Regions from separate parts of the Gossypium arboreum genome. Here region 2 is linked to region 1. Evidence: chromatin contacts called from public Hi-C data. All regions are on one chromosome and are shown on one strand. Each heading gives the region's core, a stretch centred on a gene start, on an enhancer-like site or on the middle of the called end of the contact. The rest is flanking DNA. Distances are from core to core; before and after follow the strand shown. Region 1 holds the start of LOC108481042 (reticulon-like protein B5). Region 2 holds the start of LOC108483273 (protein CURVATURE THYLAKOID 1A, chloroplastic-like).

Region 1 (5,483 bases), core at 757-3,256:
CACTTAAATTTTTAGTATAATAAAAAAGCTGATTGTTATTCAAATAAAACAAGTTTTACAAAAAAAAAAAAAAAACCATCACCTTCTGGTGCAACCTGCAAGCTTGGCCTATTGCTAACAACTGATTTGCATTTAGAGATGTAATTTGAAATCAAAACTTTTGTAAACAATTGATTGAGGAGGAAGTGTCTCCAGCTAATGTGAACAGACAACACTACAACAACCAGGTAACCCAGAACTACCGAAGAGTTTTTAAGGGTTTAAACACCTGAGCCTTCTAAACCTTTTTGGTCTTCAAGGGACCTGTAGGAATTTTACCCAGAACCTTGGCATCAAAAACTGCATATTGCTTTTTTATCTCAATCACTGCCTTCTCTGCAAATGGGTCAACCTTGTCCTCATACTTCTCATACAAAACAGGTACCGTATGCAGCAACACGAAAGCTGATTTCCATAGGGAAGATGGATCAGAATTCAGTATGACATTTGTATAGATAAATTAACTTGGCACTAAAAGCAAGAGACCAGTGTCATTACATGTGTAGAACAAGGTCAAGAAATTGCACCAACTCCCCACAACGGAGAGGACCCAAAAAGCTGCTACAACCTGAAATCAGAGAGAAGGATATAGTGACCCCCCAATCAATGCACTTCAGATTAAGACTTAAACCCTAAACACACCACAAGAAACTTCTTCAGATTCCTTCCAGATGCAATATCTCGCAGCAGTTTCAATGCCTGGTTAAGTTCAATTGTCAGAGCAGAGGCGATCTGAAGGAATGGCTCCTCTGGCAAATGAACTTGTGGGATGCGAGGTGGAGTCCTGTGAAGAAAAAGGTCATATTATATTCTTTAAGAAACCATCAATATGTTAAATAGATTAAAGCTCATGCAAAGACCCCCAGAACTTACTTGTGGATAAAGGTATGGACATTGGACCAGAGGAACAATACTGCAAGACAGAGTATCGAAATGTGACAGAGCAGAGTAAGTAGGTGGTATTCGATCAACTCAAAAAGGACCCAGATTGCAGTTGCTCCACCAAGAACCCCAGCTGATATCTTTTTGTTCCTCCACAAGAACACATCAGCAGCTGCATCAAATCATTACCCAACAAATGAAATGGAAAGAGAACACCATCATCTAATTCTGACACAAACGAGAACCATTAATATAAGACTTGTAAATAGCAAGACTTTTTTAAACTCCTTGTGTGCTTAAATGATTAGATAATCTTACTTTTAAACGACTGGTCTAGAATGTGTTATACTTTGCTCCGTTCCCAGAATGCAAACAATAAAAGGCAAAAGCAAACCCCAAATATACGTCTGAAGTAGCTTACTCCTTAAGCAAATTTCAAATTCCAGTAACAAATACAAGAACCAATCAAATCGAAAAATGAAATTCACTTTCGTAACTACCAAACAGATCGTAAAGTGCAAAATACTAAAACTTAGATGTATTGATCTTCCATCAAATTAACATTTCTTTTTTAAATTCACTCTAACAACTGCATTTTTGTAATTTTTACTCGCATTTCCATCAACTTCGTCAAAAACAAACCTAACAATAAAATCCTGATCACACTAACGAAACTTGAAAAAAGAAAAGAAAAGTGAAATGAGAGCTTAGAGGCCGTACGCTTTCCACCACCGAGAACGTGATGAAGAGGTCTCTCCCTACCAAACAACCGATAAATCTTAGCCTTAACGGAGATAGGGGAAGCTGGTTTCTCATGATCTGAATCCGAATCCGAAGAAGACGATGAATCATGGCCGTGGATCTTCTCCATCACCGACTCCACCGCCGATTGCTTACTCTCCGTTTCCTCCGCCATTGGTTAAAAAAAGTCCGGACCAGTGCCCTAAAAAGACGGATTCTTTATTGACTGTCAGGGTGTCCGAACAGTATACAAGTGAGTGCGAATGTCAGTAGAACTGTAGGGTTTTAATAAAGAAGGAATGCATAAACCTTGGGCTTAAAAGGGAATGTATAAACCTTAGGCTTAAATGATAAATTTGTCGTAGTTTAGGTGTTTTATCTAGTCATATTTTTGAGTTCTTTTATTATTAACCTTTGTTTTTTTAATTTACTTTTTAATAAATTTAATGAGTAAATTTAAATGTTTAATTTTTTTCTTTCAAAATATTTTAATCTTCTATTCGTTTGTTTACTGATAAATTTTTTATTAAATTATTATTTTTAAATAATTATGTTTATTTTCTTTAATTTAAGAATTATTTTTAATTTAATGTATTATTTATTTATTTTATTATTTTTCAGTATAATTATCTTATTAGATTATCTTAATAATATATTATATCTCATTAAAATATTATACATATGAAATTCTAAATCATCCCCACTAATTTTTTAATGATATTTTTATTAAATTTGTTAAAAAAAAAAAAATAAAAAGAATAAAATTGATGATTGAAAAAGACTTAAAAATACAATTAAAATAATTTTGATAAAATATAATAAATATTAATAGTTAAATTTATCGTTAATCCTAAACCTTAAATGAGAGTGAGGTTGGGGGAGAATTTGAAATGTTGAATGAGGTATGGTACAGTGGGGTCTAGAATAAAATTGGATTCTTTCAACTGATTTACTGAGAGAGAGAAGGGTGAATTCTTTTATTTCAAGAGTTCATCTTAATGGGACAATGGGGTGGCATGGACAGCTATCACTTTTCAGTGGTCGTTTTGGAATTTTCACTTTTTTGCATCAGTGGGGCTTCATGTTAGATTCATATCAAGGCTTATGCTTTTTGTTGTTTCTTTTTTTACGAAATAAGTGTTTGCCATCATCACGTGCTTTATTTTTGTAGTGAAGATAAAATTCAAACTCTATAATTAAGAAATGAAATAAACAATTACTACATTGTATTAATAAATTTTATTTTATTATTTATTTTTAAAAATATCTAGATTTAGATTCTGAGCCGGCTGAATATGATAATATTTATTTTTAAATTTTATTATCGTGTATTTTGTAGTATACTTATCACTAACATCATAAAATACTAATAAAATATTTCTTTTTAATTGTTAGTTACATTGTATTGCAATTAAATCTAATCAAGTCAGGTGAAATGCTTAAATATAAATATATTGTAAAAATTAAATTTTTAGTTAAATCAATTAATTTAGTTAAATAATTATAAAAATAAATATATAAAAAATCATAAATGGTTGATGTTGAAAGTGTTGAAAAATGGCCAGTAATTGATGAATTACAAAGCTAGACTAGTATTGAATTTGAATGAAAATATATTGTAACATACTTAAATTACAATAGCAAAGTGTTTTTATAGCTTATGTTGAACTAATTGCTAACTGCTAACTAATCTAACTGCTGCTACCAACTTTTTTTTATTCAGCCAACTACCAATATTTTTAACACTCCCTATCAAGTTGGAGGGTGATAAAGATATTTGACCCCCAGTTTGGACAACAAATACTCATGCTGATGCACCCCCAGGGCTTTTGTCATCAAGTCTACTATTTGTTGGCTGGTGCGTATGTGCTATGTTTTAACCAACCCTTTTTTGATTTTCTCCCAAACAAAATGACAATCAATTTCTACGTGCTTAGTTCATTCATGGAATATTGGATTGGCTGCAATTTGAAGGGTCGCTTAACTATCACAAAACAATATTGTTAGTTCCAGTTTGTCGAGACTAACTTCTCCCAACAAACCACTTAACCAGATTATCTCTGCAACTGTCAAGGCTATGTTTCGATATTCTACTTCCGCAAATGATTGAGAGACTGTGTTTTGCTTTTTTTTTTTACTTCCATAAAATGAGTGAACCCAAGTTTGATGCAGTACCCTATAATAAACTTCCTAGTCATTGGACATGTTCCCCAATTTGAGTCACAATATGCAACAATCTGAAGCTTGGTTGAAGCTGCCAACAAGACACCTTGTCCAGGGTCCTTTTTAATATATCTAACGATCTTGATCGCGGCATCAAAGTGTGATTTTTTTCTCTTGTGCATGAATTGACTCAAGTGTTGCACTGCATATGATATATTTGGCCACGTATTTGTCAAGTAAAGTAACCGCCCTATAATTCGTTGATATTTTGACACATTCAAGTATAATTCATCATCATTACACCCTCCCGATATGAACTCATCATATTCTACAAAAGTAAGCCTCTGATTCTGCTCCAATAGCATACTTGCTGGCCTTGCATCCTCTAAACCAACGTCTTGAAGTAATTCCAATACATATTTTCTTTGATTTAGCACAACCTCTTCGCTTGAACACATGACCTCAATCCTTCAAAAATATTTCAACTCACCCAAGTCTTTCATTTTGAAATTTTGATGAAGAACCTTTTTTAACTCTGTTATCATCTCCAAGTTATTACCCGTAATCAACAAATCATCCACATAGACTAGTAAGACAACAATCTGACCATCATGTCGTTTGGTAAACAAGGAGTAATCATATCGACTTTGCTCATAACCTCATTAAAGAAAAGCCTCAATAAGTTTCAAGTTCCATTGGCAAGAAGCCTGTTTTAACCTAGAAAGAGATTTGAGTAAACGACACATCCGAGTCTCCCCCTTTTTACAAAACCCATCTGGAAGGTCTATGTAGACTTCTTCATACAAGTCACCCTGCAGAAAAATGTTATAAACATCCATCTAGAAGAATGGCCAATCATGCATAACAGCCACACTGATGAAAATCCGTGATATGAGGCAGAGGAAACGGAAGAAGGATAGAATTCAATTTGTTTGACTCAAGAAGAAAATATTTGGATGTGACTTAAAAGGAAGAAACCAAATAAATTTAGAAAATAACAAAGGAAATAAGAAGAATAAGAAAAATAAAAAAATAAAGGATAAATATTCAAAATAATAACTAAATAGTAAAAAGATAGATTAAATCAAAGTGGAAGGTGAAACAATAAACTGATGGATCTGATGGATAGAAGGATAAATATCCAATTGAACCATATGAGATATAAATCCCAACAAACTCAATTAATGGCTCTAGTCAACCTTCCAAGAAATAATCCTTGGCAAATTGAAGGGCGAAGAATGAATACCCACAACTCCTTGAAGAAAATTGAGAAGAAAACTACTTCTAAAAAATCACAAGAAAGAAATCTTGCACAAGAAACAAACTCTTAAAGTTCAAAACTTTATTAACGAAAACAATTGTCTGATTTGTGTACAATGCAAATGCCTATATATAGGCTAGCTAAATAAATCTAAAAAAAACTCTTAAAGTACACTAGAACTCAAATTAATCTTAATAAGAAATAGTTTTAAACTAAACTTTCTTGTTGACATAAAACTCCTAAATAACTTAAACTACTTAATAATTATTAAAAATTTAGAATAATAAAATAATAAGAGCTGATAAATACAATACTAGGCTCATATATAATAAAAATTAAGCTCCAAACCCGAACCCAATATGATTTAAACTCGAGTTAAAAGAATAGAACTCGTAAT
Region 2 (5,483 bases), core at 1,199-3,698, 330 kb after region 1:
CGATGAAAAATCTGGACAATGAACAGACTCCGAATGCTATTATTCGAGCTATTTGGAACTGGGAAACCAGGTAGCCCACAGCTTGGCTAACTTTGGGACAAATCTTCGTGCCGCTCCACCTGATTCTATTTGAAGGGTCTTAAAAGATGATTGTAATGGCTTAACATATTCTAGATTGATGATTGTAACTTCTTTTTTCTTCTCTCTCTTCGATTAAAAAGAAATCAATTTTTTTTCTACTAAAGATTAAGGAGAAATTTTGATACACTACTAAACTATCCATACTTGTTAAAAAACTATCCCACAACGGCTAGATTCATCTCTGTTCCACCTCCCCGGCCGGAGACAAAATCTAGCCTTGTGGAATTCCTTCACTATATATATCCCCATTAATGTTTCTATTTTTCTATTATCCAACAAAAGTTTAATCACCATTTGCATGCTTGACTTTGATAATTCACAAATGGGATCTACACAGGTATTATATTATCGAGTAAGGTTTGCTTTTTATGATGATAATTTTTAGATTTTTTCATTCATGTATTCTTATCATGTTGAAAGACCTCGTTTTACTGCTTTGGTGGGGGATGAAGGAAAAGGGTTGTGTTAGTTTTGCAGTTGACTTTTGCGAAAAGCTCAAAGCTAACAAAGGAGTTCGTTAGCAAATGTAAAGGCAAACTACACATTCAGTGGGGACAAGGGATTAAGCATTTAATTACATGAATTCTTTTGCAAAACCTTTGAGTCTTTCATGGTCGAAGACTGTCTTTAATGGGGATAAGAACCAAAAGTTTTATACAGTTTGTGATATTAGATTTGAACGCATTTTGCTGAATGATTAGGCTGCCCTCCATTGGGAAAGGAAATGAATCAGAGTCATTTCAATGGAAGAAACAAGCTATACTTCATACAGATTAAAGATGCATTTATAGATAGAGGGATGGAAATTATACCCCCATGAACATACACATAAAAATGGACTAGTATCACTCTAAGAACAGGGCAAACAAAAAGTTCGGCATGGATTACATATACAAGGCAATCCTACAATTACATGATATGATACACATGTCTGTTTTACAGGGTACAAAGGGACCAAAAATAAAATGAAGGCATGCCAATCTTTGTGTGCATCTATTCAGTTTCAGCAATCTTCTTCTTCAGTGACTCAATATCCGTAGCTAGTTCCTTCCTGCTTGACTGAGGAAATAAGCTTTGTTGTTAACACATGGTTCTTGATTAGCGCGGAATGCGTACATATGATTTATTTACCCTAACTAGTCTTAGAAACATTAATAATCTGTAAGTGAAGCCATTGTTTTTAAGTTAAATACCATCTATAACATAAGCACTGAAAGAGGACAACATTAGGCAGTACTAAGATTGATGGGGCTACACAGTTTAATAAACCCTACCTTGAAAAGAAGGTATCTGTAGACAAACCATCCTGTATATCCAAGTCCAACCAACTCCATTATCTTTGGAAGCTGGTAAAACACAGAAAATCATTTCGTTTTGGATCAGTGATTTAATCGAAAGGGAAGATGTGTTGTTAGCCAATCTAATTACGAATACAGATAGCAGAAAGTGTAGTGTTGAGAGTTGAATTACCAAGGGGACGGAGTTGATAGCACCAACAAAAATAGATGATAACCAAACAGCAACGATTGCCCCACCACCATAAAGAATAACTGTGGACTTGCTCTCAACTTTATCCCACTAGTAAAAACAAGGGAAGGAAACCATGTCAGTTGCAGACAACTCCATCATCTACAAGACATAATAGTATAAGACAATGTCCTCACCTTTTCCTTCAAGTCAGTGAAAAACTCCCCAGCATCGACAGCGGTCTCCTCTGAGGCTTTTGTCAGCAGCTGAGAAAACCTCCGGGATTCTGTTTTAGATGCCAAAAAATGGACATAGATTAAATCATCCTAACCCATAATTAAGAACCTGCATATGCAGTGGCGAATCCGGGTGGCAGGGCCGAACCCATGATAATATAAATTATTTAATCCATAAAATTATATTTTTACTATCATAAAAAATGCAATTTAATTTCAATACATTCAAAATTTAAGTTAATAAATAAGAAAAGAAATCTTGGAACTAGTGATTACATTTCGCAGGTGATGTTGGAAGTGAGTGTTAAAAAGGCCATGTATAAGAGCTGTACCTGGACTTAGCTTAACGGAAGAGGAAAAAGAAGAGCTGGAAACGCGAGGAGGGAGAGACGGTAAGGCGGAGCAGTAGGTGATCCTAACGGCAGTGTGGACACGTGGAACCAAAATGGCGGTGGCCGCCATGGAGGATGCTGCGGCGGTCACCATATATCAAATAAAATCAAGCTACTTTGGGTGGGTCGGAGCCGGATTTATGGCCGCTCGAATGCTACAACAAAATCCTATCCTTACAGTGGGTGCATGGCTCTCTTTGTAATTGGTTTTGATGCTGGGCTTGGATGCGTGATTTGGGGACACGTGGATAAGGTTGGGATTCTGATTGGTCTATTCCCTATCTGCAATCCACATGTTTCGCTATCTCACATGGCGTTTTGGATACCATGGGCAGTTCCACATGGCATGTTGTCTTGTCTTGTAATGTTTTGGTTCGTGTTCTTTTTTATTTTTTTGGTAAACTACTTGGATGGTAACCAAACCTTTGCATAGGTTATATGTTTATCACCTAACTTCAAAAACTTTCAACTTCATTACTAACGTTTTTAAAATTTAAAATTTTAGTCACCTACAATTAAATACTTAACAGAAAACTGAAATGATTTTTTTTATTGACCCAATAACAAGTTTAGCTTTTCAACGTTTACATTTTATCAATTTGATCTTAAATTTAAAAATTTAACAAATTTATCCTTCAATGTATACAAAATTTATCATTTAGATCTAATTCTAAAAATTCAATAGATTTAACCTTGATCATTTATAAAATTTTTCAGTTTAGTTCTAATTCTAAAAGTTGAAAAGAAAGAAAAAAATTAAAAACTCTTTTTGGATAAAATAATTTAAAAATTTTAAAAAGCATAAATAAATTATAAATAAAAAAACCAAAACATCTTTATTAAAACTAAAAATACAAAAAAAGGAAAAAGTATATCAAATGATTTAGAAAGAAATGAACACAAAATATATTGATAAGTATTAGAGAGAGAAAAAGTTAAACATCTCCATGGAATATGAAATCGATAAAGTTATTTTATATAGTTTAGTGTAGCTCGTGCTTTCAATTTCTGGACTAGATTTTCAAAACTTTTGTCGTTTGGCTAATGTTTAAAAGTTATTGATGACATGTTCAAGTTAAAAAAATAATAATAAACCTTTCAAAAGGTTTTATATTTTGTTAAGTTGTACCAAGTGAGAAAAGTTTAATTTTCTTATAAATTAATTAAAAGGCAAAAGAGATGTGGATAAATCAAAGAAATTCTTAAAGTTGCTTCAAGATATGGGTATTATCTCTCCATTTCTTTGAAAAAAGTTATCGAATTTCGTAAATGACGAAAACAGAGAATCAAAATTGGATGGACGTTTTATTTTGGTTGGTGGTGGTGTTTAATATGGAAAGTGAGAAACATGTTGAGTTTTAGAGTTTGATGGGGATAATGTTGATTGCAAACAGAGTAAGCATCTTGGAAGTCGTCAAAGAGCTTTTGAGCTAACTTGAACATATTTGATCTCTACCAAAGTTGTAAGTAGTAGTAAGTTCATTTGGTGGATTTGAATTCGTAAAAGTAATTATATGAAACAATTATTTTTTTTTGAAATTTTTTTATACTCTATCTAATTAAGGTTTTTAAAACTAGACCGAAAATTATTCAATTCGTACTTAAGTCTTAGTCTGCCTTGTAGCACGAATTAGGGTTTTCTTTGGTCTACTTTCTAGCACGAATAGTATTCTTTAGGGTTTGGATCTTGTTGTTTCCTTGAGGTACGACATGGCTAATATTGATCTGGTGGATACAAATCTTGCTAATCTCAATATTATAGATGAAGAGGAAGATCCCTATTTGGTTTTGGGAGAAGATCTCGCTGTGGAGCAGTTGTATAAAGCGTGCTGGTAGGAGAGTTCTTCTTGATAGTATTGTGAATTTTCCTGCATTAAAAAATACTTTGGCCGATTTATGGCACCCATTGAGAGGGGTGACCATTACTGAGATGGAGGATAAGAGGATTTTATTCAAATTTTATAGTGAAATTGATTTGAATCGAGTCTTGCATGGTCTACCATGGTTTTTTAATCGTCATCTTATTATCTTTCACAAATTGGTAGAGGGTGAAGACCCTAATTCAGTTCCCCTTTGGCATACAGTCTTTTGGGTTCAGGTACATAATTTACCTATTGGTTACACATCAGAGGAAACAGCAAGTCAAATTGGAGATTTTGTTGGTAAATTTGTGGAATACGATTCATCATTGGTGACAAGAGGGGTTAGTAAATTCATGAGAGTTAGGGTTATAATTGATGTTCGTTTACCACTTAAAAGGAAGAAACGAATAGGCATTGGGCAGAACAGATTCATTTATGTTTTATTCCAGTATGAAAGGTTGTCACTTTTTTGTTTTATTTGTGGGCGACTTGGTCATGGTGAAAATTATTGCGAGGTCAGATTAAGAATGGGGAATCAGCATATAGAATTTGGATGGGATTTGACATTACGTGCTGTGCCAAGACGAGGAGGACAAGTAGTAAGCAAGTGGATTAGAGAGGAGTCAGATACAGATAAATGGCAGGACATGGAAATAGATAGGGAAAGAAGCGTAAAAAAAGCTGGAGGGGAGGCTACAAATAATAATGAGGAGAAAGAAGAAGTGGGCCCCTGGGAACGTTCCACACGACAGCTTAGGAAAAATCTGAACACAAGGAGCCAAGTTATTTCGAACCAGTTGGAGGTAAGGGGGGTAGAAGAGGATTCGGAAGACATGTTAATGGAAATCATGGATGGTAAAAAACGACAAAGGATTAATGCAGAAAGGGGAATATCGGGGGATTCTAGGGAACTATCAATGGAGGGTTTGGAGAACGATATATCGGCGGCCACTCATAAGGTGGCTGATCGGGCACAATGAAAATCCTTAGCTGGAATGTTCGTGGATTGGGGCAACCACGGACAGTTCGACGTCTCAAAAACAAATTGAGACATATTCGACCCTAAATTTTGTTTCTTATGGAAACAAAGGTTTCGAGCAAATGAATGGAGGCAATAAGAAGGCAATGTGGCTTTTTGAATGGAATTGACATAGATGCAGTTGGCACGAGAGAAGGATTGTCACTAGGATGGAAAGAGGGTTTGAATTTAACTTTAAAATGTTTTTCAAAATCTCACATTGATGTGAAGGTGGCGAATGAAGATGAGTTAAATACATGGAGGTTTACAGGATTTTATGGAGCGCCAGTGGAGCAGGAAAGAAGAGAATCATGGGACTTACTAAGATTGTTGAAACGCGGAAATAACAAGCCCTGGCTGGTTACCG

What was found. A called contact is a pair of places that touch in the nucleus more often than the background predicts.
Region 2: a Hi-C map of leaf shows a contact between it and region 1, with 2.6 times the contacts expected there. The contact joins the promoter of LOC108483273 here to the promoter of LOC108481042 in region 1. A contact is called at or near these places in 2 of 5 Hi-C or Micro-C datasets (both in leaf).

What each region holds. Positions count from the first base shown.
Region 1 is chr7:73,016,253-73,021,735 of ASM2569848v2, forward strand. It overlaps LOC108481042 (reticulon-like protein B5), which reads right to left and starts at 2,007. Exons shown (of 5, transcript XM_017784217.2): 1 at 1,642-2,007; 2 at 913-1,093; 3 at 682-823; 4 at 538-607; 5 at 9-444. The coding sequence starts at 1,837. The coding sequence ends at 278.
Region 2 is chr7:73,347,501-73,352,983 of ASM2569848v2, forward strand. LOC108483273 (protein CURVATURE THYLAKOID 1A, chloroplastic-like) reads right to left here and starts at 2,449. Exons shown (of 5, transcript XM_017786563.2): 1 at 2,177-2,449; 2 at 1,806-1,894; 3 at 1,612-1,719; 4 at 1,416-1,487; 5 at 905-1,200. The coding sequence starts at 2,330. The coding sequence ends at 1,135.